2 separate regions of the Oryzias latipes genome follow, and region 1 is linked to region 2. Evidence: chromatin contacts called from public Hi-C data. All regions are on one chromosome and are shown on one strand. Each heading gives the region's core, a stretch centred on a gene start, on an enhancer-like site or on the middle of the called end of the contact. The rest is flanking DNA. Distances are from core to core; before and after follow the strand shown. Region 1 holds the start of pomc (pro-opiomelanocortin). Region 2 holds the start of LOC101165707 (fas apoptotic inhibitory molecule 1-like).

What was found. A called contact is a pair of places that touch in the nucleus more often than the background predicts.
Region 1: a contact with region 2 is called in a Hi-C map of embryo, with 1.6 times the contacts expected there. The contact joins the promoter of pomc here to the promoter of LOC101165707 in region 2. A contact is called at or near these places in 2 of 5 Hi-C or Micro-C datasets (embryo and fibroblasts).

Annotation. Positions count from the first base shown.
Region 1 is chr2:10,967,840-10,972,157 of ASM223467v1, reverse strand. pomc (pro-opiomelanocortin) reads right to left here and starts at 2,398. Exons shown (of 3, transcript XM_004066456.3): 1 at 2,278-2,398; 2 at 1,405-1,524; 3 at 414-1,070. The coding sequence starts at 1,521. The coding sequence ends at 549.
Region 2 is chr2:10,798,428-10,802,568 of ASM223467v1, reverse strand. It overlaps LOC101165707 (fas apoptotic inhibitory molecule 1-like), which reads right to left and starts at 1,724. Exons shown (of 4, transcript XM_004066489.3): 1 at 1,492-1,724; 2 at 722-950; 3 at 489-538. The coding sequence starts at 1,608. LOC101156149 (ras-related protein O-RAL) reads right to left here. Exons shown (of 5, transcript XM_004066455.3): 5 at 3,679-4,141.

The DNA.
Region 1 (4,318 bases), core at 1,149-3,648, 170 kb before region 2:
CATCTGGCTCAAAACTGCACCGCAAATGTTAGGTTGGGGTTGTGAGGGGCTGTAAGCTAGTGGGAGAGAGTGTAAACAAGAAGGATGACGGGGAGTGTGGTAGAGCTTACTCCATGCCAATGGCCCCACCCACAACTCAGAGGTCAATTTCTGATGAGCTTCTGCAGAAACTCTGTCTTGGTAAACGGCCCAGATTTTAGAGATTTTACTGGAAAAAAATCATAATCATAGTTTAAAGACCACTGCTTTAACATAGATCATAGGATGATTGGAGTGGGACTTTAAGCTGATGTCGGATGTAGAGAAAAAGACAAACACCGTTCGTCATTGCTTGCAAATAAATCTCTTTTCATTTAAAGAATATTATTATTTACAACACAGTAAAAATCCTCACAATTCTGTCGCCAAAACACTGCAGTTTCAGAGTCTTTTATTGGGAACAAAAGAACCAATGAGAACTCTTTGCTGCCTGCTGATTATTTATGGCAAATCCCCCCCCCCCTTTTGTGTTTTGACTTCTCCTTTTTCTTTTCTTTTTTTCTGGAATCTCACTGCTGCTCGTCCTTGTTGATGATGTTCTTGAAGAGCGTCACCAGTGGTTTCTGGCGATCCTCCTCCCAGCTCTTCATGAAGCCGCCATAGCGTTTACTGGCGGGAGGGCCGCTCCAGCGGAAATGCTTCATCTTGTAGGAGCCATCCTTCTTCTCCTGCAGGCCAGCCAGGAGATGCTGACGCTCCTCCTCCTCCTCCACCTCCTCCATAGCCCTCTCCTCCTCCTCCGCTGCAGCCGCCAGCAGCTCATTGGCCAACTCCCGCCTCCTCATCTCACCTGGGAAAACCTCAGAGGACTCCTCCTCCACTCCGTTTGGGGTGTAGACCTTGACGGGGCGACGTTTGCGCCCGACGGGCTTGCCCCATCGGAAGTGCTCCATGGAGTAGGAGCGTTTGGTTTGAGGGGATGGAGAGATGAAAGAGAAGGGATCTGAGGGAGGTGGAGGCTGGAGGTGGGAGCTGCCTGGGATGAGGGGGGTCTCGGCGGTGAGGTCAGAGCGGCAGAGCTGGAGGCACTCCTGGAGTAAAAAGATGAGATTGACAGTCAACTGAAGGTGTTAAAACAGCAGATGTGTTTTTGTAATGGGAGATGTGGATGTTGAGTTTAAAGTGCTTATCACATTTTCCTAAAGAAAAACCTATTTTTGGGTCAAAATTTGCACTTTATTTTACAGATTCTCAAACCCCTTAAATCTGAATTATTGGTAAATGTAGGAAGAATTAACCAACAGAGAAGTCGAGTCAAAAAATTCTGTTTTGACTCCATTTGAAGCAACAAAACAGCTGAACTGTGGATGAAAATGATCAGGAAATGCAGATTCTGCTTATTGTTGCTTTGACCGTCTTCTGTACCGTCATGCTGCTCTCAGAGTCCAGCTCCTGGCAGCTGGAGTGCTTCCAGCATTGGCCGACTGCTCCTTCAGCCCCACCGACAACCACCACGGCCACCAGCAACCAAACGGTATACATCCTCTGTGAAGCAAAAAAAAAACACAATCCCACTCAGTTTTGGAGTTTTAAAATCAATTTTTATGTAGATTAGTTATCTTTTGGGGTTAATTTTTTTTTCAATTATACTCTTCTTTTATTGTTTACATTTCATTTTTTAAGTAAAAACCACAGGTTTTGGAAGTAATTTGACAAGAAAAAAAACACATCTTTGTTTTTAATATATGTTAAAAAAACAGTGGTGGCCACAAATCTGACTGAATAAAAACAAAATCAAAACATTGATATATTATTTTAGCACCTTGTTTTGGCACCGGTTATATCATTTTTTTAACCTTTTTTTTATTTATTCAATCACAAAGGTTACACGTTGTCACAAAAATTAAGAAAAGTATATCTAAAATCAAATATTTAAACTTTTTAAAAGACCTAAAACAAGCATGTTAAGAAATTTACATTTCACCATTTTACCTTAATAATATTATTAGATGATGCAAAATTATTGTATTAATATATGTATTTTGGAGATCAGATTGGAGAATTAACAAATAAAAATAAAATATTTATTTAAGTTTCATATATTAAGCACTTTGTTTTCTTAACCTCGAATATTTAACACTGGTCTTAATTTTTTTTTTAAAATCTGCTCTGATTTAGAAACTGTTAGTTAAAAATTATTAGTAATTTAGTAATTAAGTGAAGTAAAAAGGCTGTAAAACTTTAAAAATACAACTTTTTTTTACATTTTCATTATAAAGTACAATAAAATATTCTCACCCCTCCTTATAGTTTCTTTGTCTCTCCTCTTCCTCTTATTGCTGCTGCTTTCTGTTTTGTTTAGCCGCCGGATGAAGATTTCCCTTGATCCTCTTCTGCTCTGATGCTTCGAGCAGAGTTGGACTTTTATATTCTGCTGACCAAGGACGCACACACATGCGTGAACACACACACGCATACACAGATGACGTGTGCATGGGTTTGCGGTCAAAAACGCACACAAAAAATCAATAAAAAATGTCCCAGATCCACCCTCGTCCATTCACTGCACACACACGGATACAAGCACACACACATGAAGACCTGCCTTCATTTTTTTTTTCTATTTTGTTTTCTCGATTTTTAGACAAAACAAATGTTTTCAGAATTTATGTTTGTCTTTAACATCACAGATTTTTTGGTCACTTTTAATTGTAAAAAGCACAAATGGAACAGAAAACAAACACATCTAAGCTACAGCAGCTAAAACTCATCAGTTTAAATCTGCGTGAAAGCGCCTCGCCGCTGCTGTTGTCTGTGAAATGTCAGGCAGCAGCTTCTGCAGCTTAACACCCAGGTGGGATTTCGTCAAAGTCGCGGGTCAGGGTGTACAGTCACACACCCACAAAGCTGCGCTGAGCGGCATCTCTTTGTCCAGGGTCCGGGTGGCCCTAATGCTGAATCAGTGGAGAGTTCATCTGATTTCATGGAGCAGCTGATGAAGAGCAGCCACATTTTCCATCCAGGACACGCTTCCCACAGCTCCTTATAATCAGTGAAAAACATGTAGATGCATGGCTGCTCCCCTTCTGTTAATAAAACAGATCATCTCCAAACAGCTTGATGTTCCTGTTACTTAAGCTTATTAAATATACTGTGAGTTTAAGGTCAGCAGCACTGTAGCCAACGTCCATGGACATGGCTGCAGAAGGATATTTTTATTTAATCTTCATTCAACTGAGAAAGTCACATTTAGATAAATTTTGTAAAGTGGTCCTGAATGTTTGAAAAAATATTGAAAAGATGGATCAATCTCTGGGCACTCCAGACTCCAAACACATGCTTTATAGATTGATTGGTTACTCTAAAGTGTCCCTAGGTCTCTAGGTGTGTGAGTGTGAGTGCGACAGACAGGCACCCTGTCCAAGGTGTACCCCGCCTTCATCCAACAGTACCTGAGACAGTTTCCAGCAACGCTGTGACCCCAAAAGGAATGAGGCAGGTTGAGGAAATGGTTGGATGGATGGATGATCATCTTTGGATCTATTATAAAAGCGTTCCCTGTGGTCTTTCAATTAAAATGATGGTGTTTTTAGGCAAAATCTAAAAATCTGTCATTTTTAAGACATCGATTATGCAGAGCAGCAAGAGTTTATTAGAAATTCACTCCTCCCCGCCCGCCCCTTTTAGATTTGTTGATTTTATTGTCAGAAGATTCCTAATCCCAGGACAGGACAAATAAAAAAAAAGAAAGAAATAAAAAAAAGAAAGCAGGTGGAGAACCATCTAGAGAGGTCAGCTGCAGCATCTGTGTGTAAATGACAGGAACTCAAGAGGTGGAGAAGGTGGAGGGCTTTAAAGACTTAGGAACAACAGTTAGAGCAACTTCCGTTGAGGAAAGGCTAAAGAGGCGTGTGCAAGCAGGGTGGAACTATTGAAGGGGAAGGTTTCAGATATGATGTGTGAGAAAACAGGGTCAGCAAGCGTGAAAGGAAATGCTGGGGTGAAAGCAGCCATGCTCTCACCTCAGGGGTTGCAGGGGTGCCCCAATCCAGGACTCAAGGGCCGGTGTCCTACATGTTTTCCAATCAACCTGCCATTGAACCTTATTGGCTAAACCCACCTGCCCCAGGTAATAGATAAAGCCAGTTTTCTGGAAAACCAGCACGAGTCCTGGATTTGGGGACCCCTGGACTTTAGAAATTTTGATAAGGAGACGAGAGGCTGAGCTGGAGGAAGCAGAGATGAAGATCTACCTGGGAGTGAACAAAGTGGATAAGATAAGGGATGAATCCATCAAAGGAACAGCTACTGTTAGTTGTTTTTAAGATAAATGCAGGGG
Region 2 (4,141 bases), core at 475-2,974:
TTTACGATGAAGTTTTAGGTCCACCAAAAAAAAACAACCTAAAATTACGAGATTTTATTTCGTAAAATCTCGTAATTTTACTTTTTTTTTTTGGTGGCCCTAAAACTCCGTCATAGATCTTAAGAACACAGTGGATTCAAAAATTAAGGCTTTTAAGTGCCGCTTTTAAGTGCGAAAAATTGTAACTGCTCTAATTTACCCCTGTTAAACAGTGTGAGAATCGATTTGGAATAAAGGTAAAATGTAAACTGTGTTATATACGGTAATCAAACGTATTATGCTTTACAAAATAAAAGCCACAATGCCAAATACATACTGTATTTCCAATTTTTAGGTAACCTCTTAATTCCTTAAATTACTCAGTTGTGAAATACCAAGACTTCCATATATGTACGGTACACGCAACAACATGCTTTAGTTTTGAGCCTTAAACAAACTAAAAGGATTTTTATTTGACAATTTTTCCTGTATTCAGAGTGGTGTCTCACCCTTGTTTCCATTTTCTGTCCGTTGCACCAAACGTCTACAGTGTCCTTTTCTGTGAGAACAATAAAACATTTTACAAATTTGAATGCATCTAACATTTGCAATGTGTTGTTTTATCCACTGAAACCTCTCTGTTCCATTTAAAAAAACAATTTTACCTGTGTAACTCCTCAAGATTTCAGAGAATAACTGCAGCTGTAGACTCACATAACTGGTAATGTAAAATGAGGCTCACCAAGGACCACCCTGTAGTCCGTCCCGTCCACCTGGAACACCCAAGTCTTTGTGGTCTTGGCTCTGTCGTCTACGAACTTCTGCAAACTCTTCCCATCAATGTCCAGCGAGTATTCATAAGCAAAGCCGCTGACAGCTTCTATGTTAATGGTGGCTTTGATGTTGGTACTGCCGATGGTAAAGGTTTCCTTTCCAACCAGTTTGAACATCCAGTCTTTTTTTACAACTTCCTGTTAAAAGACCACATTCAGACGATGAAAGCCTTTATAATTGCAATCAAACAATCAAAAGTTATGAAGTATCTTATTTAGTGGCTTACAATTAAGCAAATATGTGAAGAAAAAAAAATAATGACTAAAAAAAAGTGAAAAAACTTCAAACTTTTACCGTTTTAAAGAACCAAAGAGATAAAAAAAATCAAGTTAGCATCTTAGCTTTTACTTTGAAAATGCTTGGCTAAATATATATTTTTTAAAATTATATTAATTTAAACTGTAATTTCAAACTCAGTGCAGGCTATGATAATTTGAGTTCTGTTTGTATCAGCAGGTAGCATAGGTGTGCCTCAGGGCTCAGATGTAGGACCCACATATCTTTTTCAGCAAAATCACAGATAAAAGCCAGAAAATTACATTTTTTTGGTTACAATATATCTCTAAATTTGTTTGGTGCAAATATCTGACACTTCATTAAAAGGTTAAAGTTCTATTCACCTTTTTTATTTAATTCTACAGCTACATATTCAAATGTGTCTACCATACTCGCTCTTACCTTCCCGTTCACATAAATAATTCGTTTCCCTGTGGTGGTTCCATGCGCAAATTCAATCCTGTACACTCCATCGCTTAGGGCTATATCCCACACAGCTACCACGTCTCCCCCCAGCATGTCTGTTTATGCAGGGTATCGGTTTGGGGGGGTCACAAGTGAAGCTTATGCCCGCCCTGGTCCCAGCTGGTTCTGCCGAAGTGGTTGCCGCTTCAGCAAGAGGAGCATTACTGTAAGAGGCTTACATGAAAACGCTAGTAATGATCAGGATCGGGTTGAGGGTCATCCTTTAGGAGGCAGAGCCTGTCTCAAGCTTTCAACATATGACAGAGGGACTTTTAATTTGAAAGTACTCACATTTATTAAAGGTAAACTTCAAAATCCAAGTAAACATATGTAAGATTTTTGAATGAAAAGTAGAAAATTTTAACAGTGTCATGCCACATATAAATTAATTGATAAAAAGGAATCATTTTTATTTCTAACTGACTCAAATGATCATGAAAGTGAAACAAAATCACGCCATTTATGCCCCATCAAAATTTTGCATTGTTTTCTTTTATTAAAAGGCTACATTTCTTAAGTTAGGTAACATTTGTTAATCACATCTGAATTTACTATTTATTATCCCTACTTGGAAATTTTATTTTAAGTGAGAGGAAGCTCTCATCCTAAATTGACACACCAAGCGACTTCTTCCCATGAAAAGTCTATGGAAACACACATTTCGGGGCTTCTGCTTTCAAAACTCTTGCGGTCACGTGTCGTTGTGCACACTTTTAAGACAGTTTCCGGGTTCTACGTACAAAAGGGACTCGGATTTGGTAGTGACGTATGGATGGCGTCGCTTTTAATTCATGGAAGTTCCAACTGTTTGAAAATTGATCATGGAGGGGAAAATAATAGCAGATTGTGCTCGGCTGGACTTCTACAACACCAAGTCTTTCATATATTGGAATAAAGCAGAGAATGAAAAAGCCTGGAGCCACATTTTGACCTTTTGCACTAAGAATCTTCCAACTGTAGGTGGCAGATATGCGCTAGTCAACAGTGGAAACAGAAGTTCCTCCCTGCTTGTCCAGTGTGAAGAACATGGGCTACATGTTTGTCTATGAATGCACCAAACCCGCATTAATATTTAATGATCTGCAAAGCGTACCTAATAGTACGTCACTGGGATTTGTGCATATTAAATGACAGACTAAAAATGCTTTTGTTCAGTTTTTGTTCTGGTTCACCTTGAATTTTCTTGTTTTTGTGTTGTATTTTATTGTAACTCAAGCGGTGACCTTCTTGTGACGGGGTTGGAAGATTGACACTGATTTATCAGTTTGATCTCTGCTGATTGGCAAACTTGTTTGTCTTGACAGACAGGAGGAAGTCTGTTTGAAAGTTTCATTGATCTCACAAATGTCTATCATAAAAAACAATTAGAGTTCATCTGATTCTTGCTTTTGGCTTAAAAAAACTGTTCTCATTTTAAAGGTTTCTGTTCGCAACTTGATTCTTGGATAAAAAAAAAATCTTTGTGCCACATTCTAAGGTTTTTCTTAACCCTTGTGCTATCCAAGAACTTTACCATTGGGAGTGGGGTCATCTAGACCCACTAGACAGTGCTCTGAACCTTTCTTCTTCAATGATTTTTTATCTTCACTGGTGTCCATGGATTACATGAAATCTTTCCACCTTTGTCATGGTAGGGAGAACACGTCAAAGTAAGGGTGGGGTCATCTAAGATGGCACAAGGGTTAATGGCACATATAAGCAAATGATTCTTGTTGAATTGTAGTGCCACCTGCTGGTCATATGATAATCTGCTCAATGTCAGGATTTCTTCTCTTTTAAAAACTGTCTTTTAAACTTTTGCTTTTCTTTTGAAAACTTCACTTAAAAATTTAAAAGAAAAACAATGAAATACAATTATAATATCAAACCTTTTCACTTATAAATTCAGGGATTTTGGGATCAAATGAAAAGTTTGCCAACATAAAACAAAAAAGTACATTTTAATACTTACAAAAGTATTTTAATAAATATTACTAAAGGTTTTAATCACTAAAAATATACGTATTTTTTTCCTGATGTCAGAAAATATATATAGTATAAATATATTGACATTGTTTTGTATATGTACTGATGCTGAAATAAACACATTTCAAAGTGAAATAATTTACACAGGGATAATACATAGTTTGATTTGTACAGATTATTTAATCCAAACAATTGACAAAAAATTGCACATGGAAAATCACAAACTGCTTGGTTTCGTCAGAACATATTTTTACATTTTTGGCAAATTATTATCATTTTAGGATTTCCTGCAGAAAAGCATGTAAAACAGGAGGTCCTTTCAAAGTAAAAGCATTCTTTTTGGACAGTTTTTATTCCCCTAAGAGGGATACAAAAAAAAAAAGACAATGACAAAAAACAAAAAGAAGAGCCTTTTGTTGCCTGTGAGTGATTTCAAGCAGCATCAGGTATGAGTGTGTTTATTATAAAGAAGGCTCCCAAGAAGCCCAAACATCATAAATAGGAGAAAGCTGTGCAGAGAAACAGGATTTAAAGAACAAAATTCCCTTTGAATGTTGATACTAAATGATGTTTAGAGGGAGAAGCTTGTGTGAAGCAAGTGTTTGATACTAGCAGTGAGGCC